Linked DNA regions of Sus scrofa: all the other regions are linked to region 2. A link is a contact called in public Hi-C data. All regions are on one chromosome and are shown on one strand. The core of a region is the stretch at or near the end of the contact, and the rest is flanking DNA. Distances in the headings are between cores, read along the strand shown. Region 1 has its middle 330 kb from the start of MKI67. Region 2 holds the start of EBF3 (transcription factor COE3). Region 3 has its middle 370 kb from the start of MKI67.

Evidence for each region. A called contact is a pair of places that touch in the nucleus more often than the background predicts.
Region 1: a contact with region 2 is called in a Hi-C map of skeletal muscle, with 6 times the contacts expected there. The contact joins the enhancer-like site here to the promoter of EBF3 in region 2. A contact is called at or near these places in 11 of 47 Hi-C or Micro-C datasets (brain, embryonic fibroblasts, fetal heart ventricle and 7 more) and 1 of 2 datasets of contacts at active chromatin or transcription factors (skeletal muscle).
Region 3: a contact with region 2 is called in a Hi-C map of skeletal muscle, with 10 times the contacts expected there. The contact joins the enhancer-like site here to the promoter of EBF3 in region 2. A contact is called at or near these places in 5 of 47 Hi-C or Micro-C datasets (embryonic fibroblasts, heart right ventricle and skeletal muscle) and 1 of 2 datasets of contacts at active chromatin or transcription factors (skeletal muscle).

Annotation. Positions count from the first base shown.
Region 1 is chr14:137,628,814-137,632,694 of Sscrofa11.1, forward strand. No RefSeq gene overlaps it. Among named protein-coding and RNA genes, the nearest start is that of MKI67, 330 kb to the left of the region's middle. Within about 2 kb of position 1,423, at least 14 of the 83 cell types and tissues checked have an H3K27ac peak or open chromatin away from gene starts, as enhancers often do. A contact at or near this core is called in fetal skeletal muscle, skeletal muscle and subcutaneous adipose tissue, where this site is marked.
Region 2 is chr14:138,933,661-138,937,916 of Sscrofa11.1, forward strand. It overlaps EBF3 (transcription factor COE3), which reads right to left and starts at 1,844. Exons shown (of 17, transcript XM_021073765.1): 1 at 1,619-1,844; 2 at 1,363-1,519; 3 at 933-996; 4 at 166-221. The coding sequence starts at 1,752. It overlaps LOC110256833 (elastin-like), which reads right to left. Exons shown (of 2, transcript XM_021073768.1): 2 at 2,044-2,131. The coding sequence ends at 2,069.
Region 3 is chr14:137,661,424-137,665,513 of Sscrofa11.1, forward strand. No RefSeq gene overlaps it. Among named protein-coding and RNA genes, the nearest start is that of MKI67, 370 kb to the left of the region's middle. Within about 2 kb of position 2,393, at least 26 of the 83 cell types and tissues checked have an H3K27ac peak or open chromatin away from gene starts, as enhancers often do. A contact at or near this core is called in embryonic fibroblasts and skeletal muscle, where this site is marked.

The DNA of each region.
Region 1 (3,881 bases), core at 173-2,672, 1.3 Mb before region 2:
TTCCCTTGCAAAAAAAAAAAAAAAAAAGTAAATATTTTTGTGAGCATGAAGCCACTACAGACAAGCGGCTAGAAAAAGAATTTTCACAAATTCAGGAAACACTTGAGAGGTAAAACCAACATCCTGAGACAGAAGACAGGCCAGCTTCTGACACCAGGTTGGACCTGGGAGGCCAAAAACCTCCAGCCAGGAAGTGCTGGCCACCGGGTCAGGGCTCCAGAGGCCCCGCGCCGAGGCAGGAGGGAGCAGAACTTTCCATGCACCATCGACACCAACAGGCCTCTTCATGGGAAATTGGCTGAAAATGTGCTGACCGGCATAAAACTTTTATTAGAATCCAGGACAGGGGGCTGAACTTCCAGGGGACAATGGTTTCGGGACGGGGGGGGGGGGGCGGCGGTGGTTTGCAGCCAGGACGGGTGCTCAGCCGAGGTCCCTGCTCCATCTTCGGGGCTCAGCACAGGGGTCCCCGCCTGGCCCGCAAGGCGCCCACCACCTCCGCTCCCTCCGCGCGTGGCGCCCCCCCCCCGCGCCCGGCTGCGATGGGGGCTCTAAGCCCCGGATCCCCAAATCCAGGCGGCCCCGGGGTGGGGTGGGGGCGAGGGTGGATGCAATCTCCCCCCCCCACCCCCGCCCCCGCTGCCTTGAGCTGCCAGGGCAAAAGGGGTGGGGGGCGGTGCAGACTTTCTGGAGGGGGAAAGGGACATAAATCAGGGAATAAAAAAAAAAGTTTCTGCACATTTTCAAAACCCACGTTGCGCTCTCTGAGGTCCTTTTCATTTTAACCAAATCAGGGGGAACTTGTCCTCACAGCGGCGAGGCAGATGGAACAATAAATCACAGGCGCCGCTGACTGCCTGCAGTGCACTCTCCACAGCTGTCACTTTTTTGTCTCTTTGGTTTTAGCTGACACGGTTTGAGGTCCACTGTGAACCAATCTGGACTTTTTTTTTTTTTACAGTCATATCCATCAAAACGACCCGTGGCCATCAGCCCACCGCGCCATCGATCCGGTGGCCGCTGCCTCCGCGCGCCCCGCGCCACCCGGCTCCTAGGTGAGGCTGGGGAGCAGCACCTCGTTTTAGCGGATTTTTTTCCCTCCTCTTTTTTTTTTTTTTCTCTTTGCCTCCAGCTACAGCTGTGATTTTCTGAGCAGTCTTGGCTAACGTTATTAAAGTTGCATCAGGATAGATACAGAGCAAAGCGGATCCGGGCTCCGCGCTGGAGCTGAGAAGATCGGCCGCCTCGGTTCCCCGAGTTGTTGTTTTTTAAGTGAGCGGAGGCGCGGGCTGAAGCTCGCTCGGAGTTTCCAACTCCGTTGCTTATTTTGCAAAGTAAACAAGCAAATGTTATGTGCATAACCTTAGCTGTCTCGCTAAAGGTCAGCGCGCCCCTGCTCATTTCCCGGGCTGCCTTTTGGGGGCACTCTGACGCCGAGGATTTCCTCGGGTGTTGGGGAAACAAGACGTGCTCGCCTAACAAAGGCTCAATCTACAAAGGCTGCAAAACAAAACATTGATTACATTTGAACCGGGGTGCGGAAGTTTACTTCGCTGTAGAAAATACCAGCCCGATGAGCGCTAAAGAGCGAGCAGGCTGGGCTGGGGGCCAGGGTGCCTGGTCCTGGGTCCTCGGAGAGGGACAGTCCGGCTGGCAGGCGCCTACCGCCCAGAACAGGGTGCCCCCGAAAATGCAGGAGATGGGCGGCGAGGTGAAACTACATCCTTCAAAGTTTCCTTAAGTATTGCATTTTCTCCCCAGATGGCATCTTGCCTTAAAATCTTTTGAAAACACTTTCGTTTAAGCAGAAATAATCCTACATAGGTCCATAAGTTTGAACTCAAGAAAGAACCGGCCAAAAAAAAGGGGAAAAAAAAAAAAAGACTATTTATATGTGGGCATAGGGAGCTCACAGATATACAATTAAAAGAAAAATTGGCTGCTTAAAAATCCCCAGTTAGGTCAGGTTAAATTTATTATATTCTTTTATAGCTGAACTCTATGGTTTTGACTTGAGGTGACAGATGAAATGCAGCAGAAACCTTTGGAATTTCAGTACTATATATTTACTATAAGGAAGAAAATAAAGTTCTACCATTAGAAGGTAGGTGCTTGCCTTAAAATGTTCAAGAAAAAAAAAGATGTTAATTTTTTTCCTGCAATTCTTTTTTCTTTTTTTTTTTTTTAAAGGATGAAGTGAGTTACGTGAGCAGAACAGCCAGCTAAGCATAATATAAACACAGCTATGAAACGCTGCCCTTGCTGCAGATTGAGAAATGTTCAGGTTGCTAGAATGTGAAAGGGAAGGATGGCTCACATTTTTAAGTGAAATCACCTAATTTGGTTAATGTGCATTTTTGCCCATATGAAAAACATCTTCTGAGCAGGACTCCTTGAACCAGGTGTATGTGTGCTCTGAGCACCATCGACCAATGGTGTGGTCCACAAGGACAAAACATGAATCTTTCTATGCGGAGCTGCCCGTGGCTGTGCACAGTTCAATTCCAAGAGAAATACAGGGAAAGGATTTTTTGATTGTTTGTTTTTGGTATATGTTTCCCCCCAGAAAACCCCGTCCATTTTAAGAGGAATCCCTTCATAGAGTCAGTTCCGGTTTTAGCTTTCCTGTTAACGTCCCTGCTGACTTTAGAAAATAGATTAAATATGGAATCCATTCTTCAAACTCTATCTTTGTCCAGTGGCAAATGTCTCACCCTCTGTCAGGTGTCTGCAGTGGATCTTGTTCTTTCCAGGCAATCACAGTGAAAAGCATCCCTTAAAATACCAGGAAGTCCATCAGCAGATGCCTGGAACAAACTACCCCGACTGCTTTCTGAATGGAGGTCAGACGTTGCAAAGGGCACTGTCACAATGACATTGAAATACTCAGTGTTGCTGCAGTCTGCCTGCAGGTCACAGGTACTGTGCTCCATACCCTTGCATGGGTTTTGCTTTCCAAGGGTATAGCCAGCCCCTGGCCACACCGGCGGCTGTGTGGTTCAGCATAATGCAGTTTTATTTGGGTAAGAATGGGGAAAAAGAAAGACAAAACTTTAAACCAACAACAAAGACTCAAGTTCCCTTAAACTCTCTATTTCCCTGTGCTTCTTGATTTATATTCAAATGGAAATTTGAATACATGACCAGTTATCAAAATCCAGACGCAGGATCTTGCAGGGCCAGTGTCTCGAGCTGCAGTTTGTATGTGTATATATGCAAAGAATTAATTTTCTATTCCTGGGAAAGACGTGAGGACATGGCCTGTATTTTTCACTCTTGAGTATATTTGGTACAAAGAGTTGAAGAAAAGGACGGGATATCTCGAATTCTGCCCTAACTGCAGAGCCACAGAGCTTTCCAGCTGCACTCCCAGCAGAGAGGGCTGTGCTTGGTGGCCCTTAAGGAACCCTCCTGGTCTGCACACCACGGCTCTCAAATCGCACAAACCCTAAAAAAAAAAAAAAAAAAAAAAAAAAACACCTTTGCCGGCAGGCAGCGTTGTCTGTGCTTCCGCCTGCGTCCTTAAATCTGCATTCTAAGAACTAAATGACCGGAGTTGTCAGCTCAAGACCAGAGTGTATTTTTCGCCGTGGCCTGAAACACTCCCAGATGATGCAGCTGAGGGATAAAGCCTCCCTATGGCTGTGCTATTGTTTTATCTATTTTTCACTTGACACCAACCTCTAGTGCAAAAGTCCTGGGAAACCGAAGAGTCGCCGGGGCTTGATTTTTCTTGCACTTGCCGTCCTGAAGATAGGATCCTGCTTGCTCCTTTTACCAAATAGTTTAGTGCATGGTAGGGCTGCCGAGAAACTCCACAAAGGGGATTCTGTTTACCAACAATGCACTTTTAGACATTCAGTTGAATTCTGCAAGATCCC
Region 2 (4,256 bases), core at 594-3,093:
TCGCTTCATTTATTCCAATAAATATGGAATTCTCATTAGCATGTCAAGGAAACTAAATGGAAAACAAATACAGCAGACCCATTTGTCAGTCCCCTGGCCTCCGAAACCCAGGACAACCCCAGCTGAGCAGTGAAAACTGGTGTGTAGAGGCTTAAACTTTCTCACCTGTTTGGTCATTGAATCTATGAGCCGAACATACAGATCCTGCTCCGTTCTGACTCCTGCAAGAAACAGGGACAAATTCTCATCAGGATTTTAGCAAGGGCAAACGGGGGCACAGGAAGTCGGTAACTCAGGACTGCTGCCACCGTGATGCAGCAAAACTTAGGCAAGCCCTTTAAAAGGCAGGAAAGAGAAGCCCAATCGCTTCTCATTTGATTTTTTTTTTCTTCTTCTTCTTCTTCTTAAGAACCTCCAGACTCTCAGGGTTTGCATGTAAAGATGCAAGAAATTTAGGTGGCTGAGAGCAGGCCTGGTTGCTGCCCTGGGTGGGCCCAAGGGCTGATTTATTTTTAAGAAACAGAAAGCAGCAAATGGAAACTAAGTGGGAGTCTGAACTCTTTCTAATGTCTCTCGAGGATTTTTTAGAAACTCGTGCACAGGAAGTAAGTTATGCTCGGTTTACAGAGCTACCCCCATCTCAATAATTAACATTAATTTGCAAAATTGAAAAAAGTCACTTAAAAGTGATGTTCTGCTGGCGCCCCGATCGATCCCCTTTTTACTTTCCACTTCAAGCCCGACCGGTTAATCATGTGAAGTGCCATCGACTTATTGATCGTTTATGTTTTGTTTTCCTTCTATGCCATGAGAAGATGTCGTGTTTACATCCATGTCATTTTAATCTCAAAATCTTTATGTCCTTTAACCACCTCGGAGAAGGAGAGCGAGCCCGGCGGGGCGGGCAGGCAGTGGCGGCAGCAGGCACTTACCGTTGCTGTACAGCAGCTGGAGTTTATAGTGGATGCCGTTGTTGGTTTTCTCGTTGTTGGGCTCCTGAAAGTAACGAGAAATAATTGCATTTAGTGCGATCGGTGTCCGGCGCGGCCACCGCACTCGGTCCCCGTCCACGACCGAGGCCCCTTGGCCTCACACATGGCAGGAATCCTAGCTCGGAGCAGCGCGGTGATGTCACTTTCCTGCTGGAAGCCCAGCGTTCTCCTCGCCCGGAGTAGGTCCGGGGGCGCAGAGAAGTTGCCCGGCCCTCGGCGGGCCCCGGCGGCCGCACGTGGCGGCGGCGGCGGGGGCGCCTGGCGGAGCGGTCCCCGCCGCCGAGGGGGGCACTCCGGGCCACCGCGCTTGGGCACCGCCTGCCTCCCACTTCTAGAAAGATGGAGGGTGTGATTGTATGTTTGCACTTACTTTCTCTTTCTCCACAAAGTCCACAAAAGCGGTCCTTTCAATCTCCACCGGCTGCCCCTGCCTGTCGTAGAGCGCCAGCACGAAGTGGAAGAAATTGGATTTCCGGAGGTTGGAAGGCGGCTGCTTCTCGAAGTGCGCCCGCGCCAGCCCCACGCCGCTGCGGGAGGAAAGAGACAGCGGCCCGGTGAGGAGCGCGGCGCCGGCCGGCTGCGGGGACCCGGTGGGGCCGGGGCGCGCGGGGGCGGCCGGTACGTACCTCTGGGCGGCCGTGTTGGCGTCCACCACCCCCGCCGTGTGCATCCACGAGCGCACCGGGTTCATGCCGCTGCCCAGCGGCTCCTCCTTCATGGTCGTCCCCCCGCGCGGAATATTCTCCTGAATCCCAAACATGAAAACTGGTGGCGGCGGCCGCAGCTCCCGGCCGACAGCGCTTCCGCGAGCAGCGGCGCTCGGGGCTCGGCGGCAGGCGGCTGCCCTGGCCGCGCTCGCCCTGCTCGGCGCCTGCGGTCCGGCCCGCCGCCGGCTTCAGCCCGTCCCGGGCAGGCGCGACATACACCGGCGGCTGGGCGCTCCGGACGGCCGGGGGCGCGGAGGCTGCTACACCGGCGGCGGCGGCGGCGGCGGCGCTTCGGAGGAGCAGGACGCGGTGGCCGCGGCGGCGGTTGTTGTTGTTGTTGTTTGCAGGCGCGCTCAACGTGGTGTCATCCTAGCCAGGCGGCGTCCGCGGCTGCAGGACACTGCGGGATCGCCCGCTTCTGGCGCGGCCCGCCTGCTCCAAAGACAAATAAACGGGGCAGTGAGTGCCGCGGCGCAGTCCCGGGCGCAGGCGGGGCGCGGCGGGGCCTGGAGCGGCGCGCGCAGCGGACGGAGGCGCACAAAACTCAGCCCTCTCTCCCCGAGGAATGGACCCTTTCCCGGGAGCCAAAACTCGAAGCCCCCGGGAGCGGCGCTGTCAGAGGGTGACGTCGGGGGGCGGCGCCTGCGCCATATATGGGAGCGGCCGCCCCTCGCCGCGCCCCTCGCCGCCGCCGCCGCCGCCGCCGCCGCGCTCGCCGACTGACTGCCTGACGGCGCCGCGAGCCGGCCCGAGCCCCGCGAGCCCCGCGAGCCCCGCCGCCGCCGAGCGCCGCCGAGCGCCACCGAGCGCCGCCGCCGCCCCCAGCCACGCGCCGCGGCTGCTCGCGCCCACCCGCAGCCAAGGAAGTTACGACTCGCCCAAATAAGTCTTGAAATGAAACAAACAACCAGTGCACACTTGCAGCTTGGTCCCCGTAATGCCTCCTCCTGCAATCAGCCACACACTCAAAACACGGCGGGGAGAAAGGGGGAAAATGCCGAGGCGCCCCCAGTTGCCCAAATGCTTTGCAATAAATGCAAAGGGCCGCAGATCGCCTAGGGAAGGCCCAAAGGGAAAAGTGGGCAGAGGCAAGCAGGCCGCAGGAAGGGAGCTGGAGGGGCAAGGGACGCACTGGGGGCCGGGGGCGGAGGGGGGCAGGGCTCCCCGGCCAAGGCGGGGCGCGCAGCTCAGCCTGCTTTCTAAGCAGACCTGAGGTTGCTGGGGGGGCCGATCTGCCCCAGTCTGGGCCTCGCCCGGCGCCGGTGTTTTCCGCCCCGGCAGAGGCCACTGAGTGTTGGGCTGGGGACCCACGTCGGAGGCGGCCTCTGCCAGCTGCTCTTTCCCGGTGGCCACGGGAGACCTGGTCCCCTGGCCTGTCCTTAGGCGCGGCGAGTGACAAAGAAGGCTCTGGGCTCTCTGGGCGGACAGGAAGCGCGCCCGGCCTCTCCGGCGACCTGGAGCCGGGTGTCCGGCTGCGCGCCCTGCGCGGTGGCCAGACCTCCCCGGCGCCAGCCGCTCTAAAAGCCGAGCGGACGCCGCGGGCGCCCGGGTCCTGCCCTCGGTGCCGCCGGGCCCGGGTGAGCGCGCGACGCGCGGCTTCCAGACCTGGTTTCGAGGAATCGGGAGGGCAGCGGGGCGCGGACTGCTTGTGGGCCCGGAGGCCCGGCTCCCGCAGCGGGGACGCGGCGCCCAGGCGCACTGCCTGCCCTAAGGACGACTGAGCGACAGGGAGCGGAGACCCAGGGGACGACCGGGAGCTGTCCCGGCACTTCCCTGCCAAGAGAAATCAGGCCCTTTTGATTAAAACAAACAAAACCCAAAAAACAGGTTTCAGAGTGCAAGTGTGTCGCAGGACAGCTTCTTCCCGCCCGGGGTTGGGTTGCCCTCTTTTTTTTTTTTTTTTTTTTTTTGCCCATGAGTTGGCAGTGTGTGTACGTTAATATTTTAATTAATCGGGAAAATCGAAGTCCGATTTACGTTATCTGGGGACCCCCACGCCTCTTGGAAGGGGTGAGAAAAAAGGAGTGCTGGAAAGCAATCTATTTTGCTGGTGTTGGGGGTTAATGACTATTGCCAAAGATAAGTGAATTATCACAGCTGTTGCTCCAGTCCCATCTCAAAATCCATTCCGGTGCCGGCCGCCTAATTAAATACGTAAGTATAATAAAATCATATTTTATGACTATTTGAGGGTAATGAGATTAGTCTTTAGAAGCGATCGCCACATATTAAGGATGCCACTGTCTATAGAATGTTAATAACCTTAAATCAAAGTGTATGGAAACTATTCACGATAAATTAAAAGAAAATTTCTGTATTCCTAATAAGCCCAGTGACCGAGTGGAAGAGGGAACACTTCCCTCGTGGAGGGACAAGCAAAATAAAGTTGGCCGTCGGGGGAGGGTGGGGTTGAGAAATGCTTTGTCTCTGAGTATTTAGCTGCTCCGGGGGGGCTCACGAAAGGCGCGGCCCGGCAAGCGTTATTGTCAGATTATGCAAAGTGCCTTTTCGGAAAAGATGAAGTTGGAAAGAGGAAACAATGCTTCCTTTGTAGCAC
Region 3 (4,090 bases), core at 1,143-3,642, 1.3 Mb before region 2:
TCCAGATTTGTAATTCCTAACAGGAGAAATATGATCCTTTTCAATGTTTAAGTAATATTTCCTGTAAAACCTACGAGGCCATCTGCAAAGCCGTTTCCAGACACATTCTGAAGCGGCAGGGGCCGAGAAGGAGCCGGTCGGCCGCAGCCCACCTCGGGAAGGCAGCCGGCAAAGGCTTGGGGAGGCTGGCACTGCCGCTTGGCAAAGGCTTTCCACTCCTGCCTCGTTCGTAATCGGTTTCATTTACCTCCTTTCTACGGAGGGGGAGGAGGCCTGAGAGAGTCAGTGTAGACCCCAAGACAGTGGTGCAGGGGCCCGAACATCAGCTCCTCCATCCAGACCGCGACACGATTTGTGGTGGCGACCGCTGGCATTTCAGCCTTAAAGGGACTGGGGTCCGAGGCCATCCTGGGAGACAGCCCTGAAACAGAAAGCTCCCACAACCACCGGGAAGCTGTTTGGCCAGGCAGCGTGGACGCCGCCGCTTTCTGCCTGTTTAAGCCCATTATAAAATTGTGTTTTCCTCTGGATCTCCGGGGTCACCTTATGAATTCGTGTTAGTAAAATGTTACGGCCCTGGTATAATAATCACTTTGTGAAAGGTCCTATTTTCCCCCAAATCTCATCGCGTCTTGAAGAGCCAGGAAATAAGCATCCCTCCTCTAGGAATTTCTGTTTAGTTTTGATTATTTTTGAGAGTATTAATCTTTATCTCTGACATTGAATTCTAATTTTAATACCAGCATTGATGAATTCCCTTCCTAGAGAGTTACATTTTCATGTTGGTACAGATGGCTTTAAGTGAATGCTGTATGTATTCTACAGATCATATCAAGGCATGAGGAAGTTTTTTTTTTTTTTTGGTTTTTTTTCCTGGGGTCTCAAGTAAAGTTTTGCCAGACCTGATATGGGTACCGATCAGCAGCTGGCTGTGATTTATTTTTTAATGAACAGCAGGGTGTTATTTAGATGTGCACATTTGCATTTTTAAAATAGAACCTTAGACATGGTGCTATCTTGAAAATATTCTCCCGAGTGGACACACCAAGAAAAAAAAAAAAAATCTTTGATTCCTAGATGGGGCTTCTTATTTGAAAATGGTAGAATAAATAACATTACTTTGACTTAAAACGATTTCTTGAAGACAGCACTGAACTCTTTTTCCCGGGGCTCCCAACTTCCCTTGTTGATGTATTCTTCCATTTCTTTCTCGCCCCTCCTTTTGGCCTCTCGTCTGAATTTCGATGATGTTTTTCTGCTCTGCTCTCAGAGTTGGTATGAGGGTGAGTCACTAAATTGAATATAAGCACAGCCGTGGAGTAATTTATTCCAGGATCGTGAATACATCCTTCTTTGCAACAGAATCTCTTCTTAGCGCACCCGACTGATAAACACAGGACGCTTTCTCAGCCGCTGATGCCACGTTTTGGAGTGCCCGTGTCAGGTTTTTACCTTCTGCCCTAGAGCATATCTTTAATAGCCGGGAAGTGTGAAAATGAGAAGGCTTGATGCTGATAGAAAGCCAGTGCAAATTAACTGGCGGCCCCACTCACGACAGACACAGTTGTCTCACACTTTCTGGCTGTAAAAAGGGTGACACTTTACTGTTCAGAGAAGCGCCCTCTGACACGCTGCCCTCAGATGCCTGATTTCAGATGCGCAGAAGCAAAGGCTCCTGCTGCGGGTCTGTGATGGTTGGTGTGGGGTCTGAGGACAGACGCCCCCAGGTCCCCGCCCACCCAGCTCTCCCTCCAAGGCTGAGCGGGCATGTGGGTGCGGGGGGCGGGGGGCCCTGGGAAGGCCTAGGAGGAGACTGGTCCCTTCCCTTCAATCCTGCATTTTGCAAATCCATCGGCCCACGGGGGGGCCCTCTCTTTGCAAAGGGGAGCTTGTGGATCAGCCTTTACTGGGGAAGAAAACCTCAGCTCAGAGAGGCTCCCAACGTCGGAGCATGAACTCCTGTTGTCAGTGGGGCTGGTGGCGGGTCGTTTTCAATGAAAGGCCTTAAAATTATGAAAAATGAAAATTCACCCAGCATTGGGCTCATCTTTCCCCGAGAGGATGGGGCTTGACCTCTGCCGCCGACATCCAGGAAACCTCCTGTAAGCCGCGGCGATAAGGCTGGATGGCCTTTTTTTTTTTTCCCCCTTCAGAGTAGGATTCAAAGTAGAATCCTTCAGATTTCAAATGAAAAATAGGCTTGAAATGACTCCCCCAAAGAGCCTTTTTTTAGACCAGAACTATGAGGTCCGGAAGTCATTTTTGCTTTCGTTTTGTCATCGAAGGAATGTTCCATTCCAGACACGAGGGAGATTTTCTCGGTACTGATGGGCAGGCTCCCCTCCCGGAGCAGGAGGACGGCTGGAGAGCCCGCCCGGAGGACCTGGCCTTCGGGGCCGCCTAGTGGCTCCTCCCTGGAGGGGTGAATTGACCAACAAAGCAAGTCGCCCTGGCACTGTCCCTCATGGCCCTTCCTCCCTTTCCGAGGCAACCCCGCTGTGTTTTCACCTCTGAAGGACTCTCTTCAGAAAAACCACCGGGAGAATTTACCGGGAGAATTAAAACTTGAGAGGTATCCCCGCCTTTTCCGAACTTCTACGGAAACGCCTGGAATGCTCGCTCTCCTTTGTCTCTCTGAAGCCTCCTTCCTGCCTTGGGGTCGCTGTTGCAAATGGGAAGCCGCCATCTGGCTTGGCTCCTTGGAGTTCATTCCATCCTGTCCTTGGGGAAGGAGCCCTTGCAGCCTCGGATCTGAGGTTTGCTAGGAGGGCCGATCTCACCTTCCCCCGCAGACCTGGCGGGGGTCCCCCAGGGCGGGGGTGGGGGCAGTGGGCCGGCACCCCGCGTGTCCCTCGGTAAGCCCCACCCACTCAGCTCATGTCAGCCGAGGTCAACAACAGTTTTAAGTCAGGTGCAGAGTCAACAGATGTAACTGTTACATGCAGTGATTTATGACCGACTTTCATTAAGTTCTTCCTCAGGAGGTGAGCATTTTAAGGGACACTGGGGACCCTTGAATGGGTCAGATGTAGTTTTAAAATAAGACGTGTTATAGCCCTTTTCTCACACATCCAGCTTCACGATACAGAGCCCAGCAGAAAACCTACTTGGCTTGGAAAGTGTCACCTAACTTCATGGGGGGCCCTTCCCCAGGGCGGGAAGGGCTCAGGTGCTTCCAAGCTGAGAGAGGTCATGCAGGTGCTGACCGGCCACGGACCCCGGGGGGCCTTGGGGGCTTGCCTGCCCGGATTCTCCCTGTGCACTTGCAGGAAATCCATTCATGCACCCGTCTTTATTGAGAAACTGTCCTCATTTGCTTTGAGAACTGGGGTCTCCGACGCAGAATTACACGAAGCTCCGCGACACCCACTGAAGGACTCGCCCGTCAGACAGTTGCCTGGTATCCAGAGAAGATTTTCTCCAGCCAGGAGCTGGAGATCAGGCTTGGGGGACACCTGCTGCGGGCAGCCTCACGTCTTCTCCATGTCTGGCCGTCCACTGCCCGGCGGGCGGTCGCTGCTCGGTGGCTCTGTCTGGAGGCTTGGATGATGCATGACTCAAAGGTCCCACTGTGGTCCTATCGAGATGCACATTTCTGAGAACTGCCTCCTTCCTCCGTCCCGCTGGACCCCAGCCAGGCTTTGAGGTGGGGAGTCTTTGTACACCTTTTTGCCCCGTGTTGGTCCTGGACCGCCCCTTCCTCAGGGGCCCCAAGTGCTCCTGGACCCTGGGCTTCATTCTCTTTCTCCCGTCTTCCCCCACTCGCGCCCATGACGGCCGCCCTCTCAGCTACCTTCCCTCCCTCTCTTTGACCCGAAAACTCTGGAAGGAGACATGCGTGCCCAGGATTCACAGAGACAGGAAGGAGATTGGAGGCTGCCAGGGGCTGGGGGGTGGGGGTGGTGGAGGGAACCAGGGATTATTTCTTAACCCTTACAGTTTCTGTTTGGGAGAGTGGAAATATTTCGGCGATTAATGATGGTGATGGTTGCCCAACACTGAGCCTGTAATTAATGCCATGCATTGAACGCTGGAAATGGTTAATTTGGCCTACACCACAGCCACAGCAACGCCAGATCCAAACCACGTC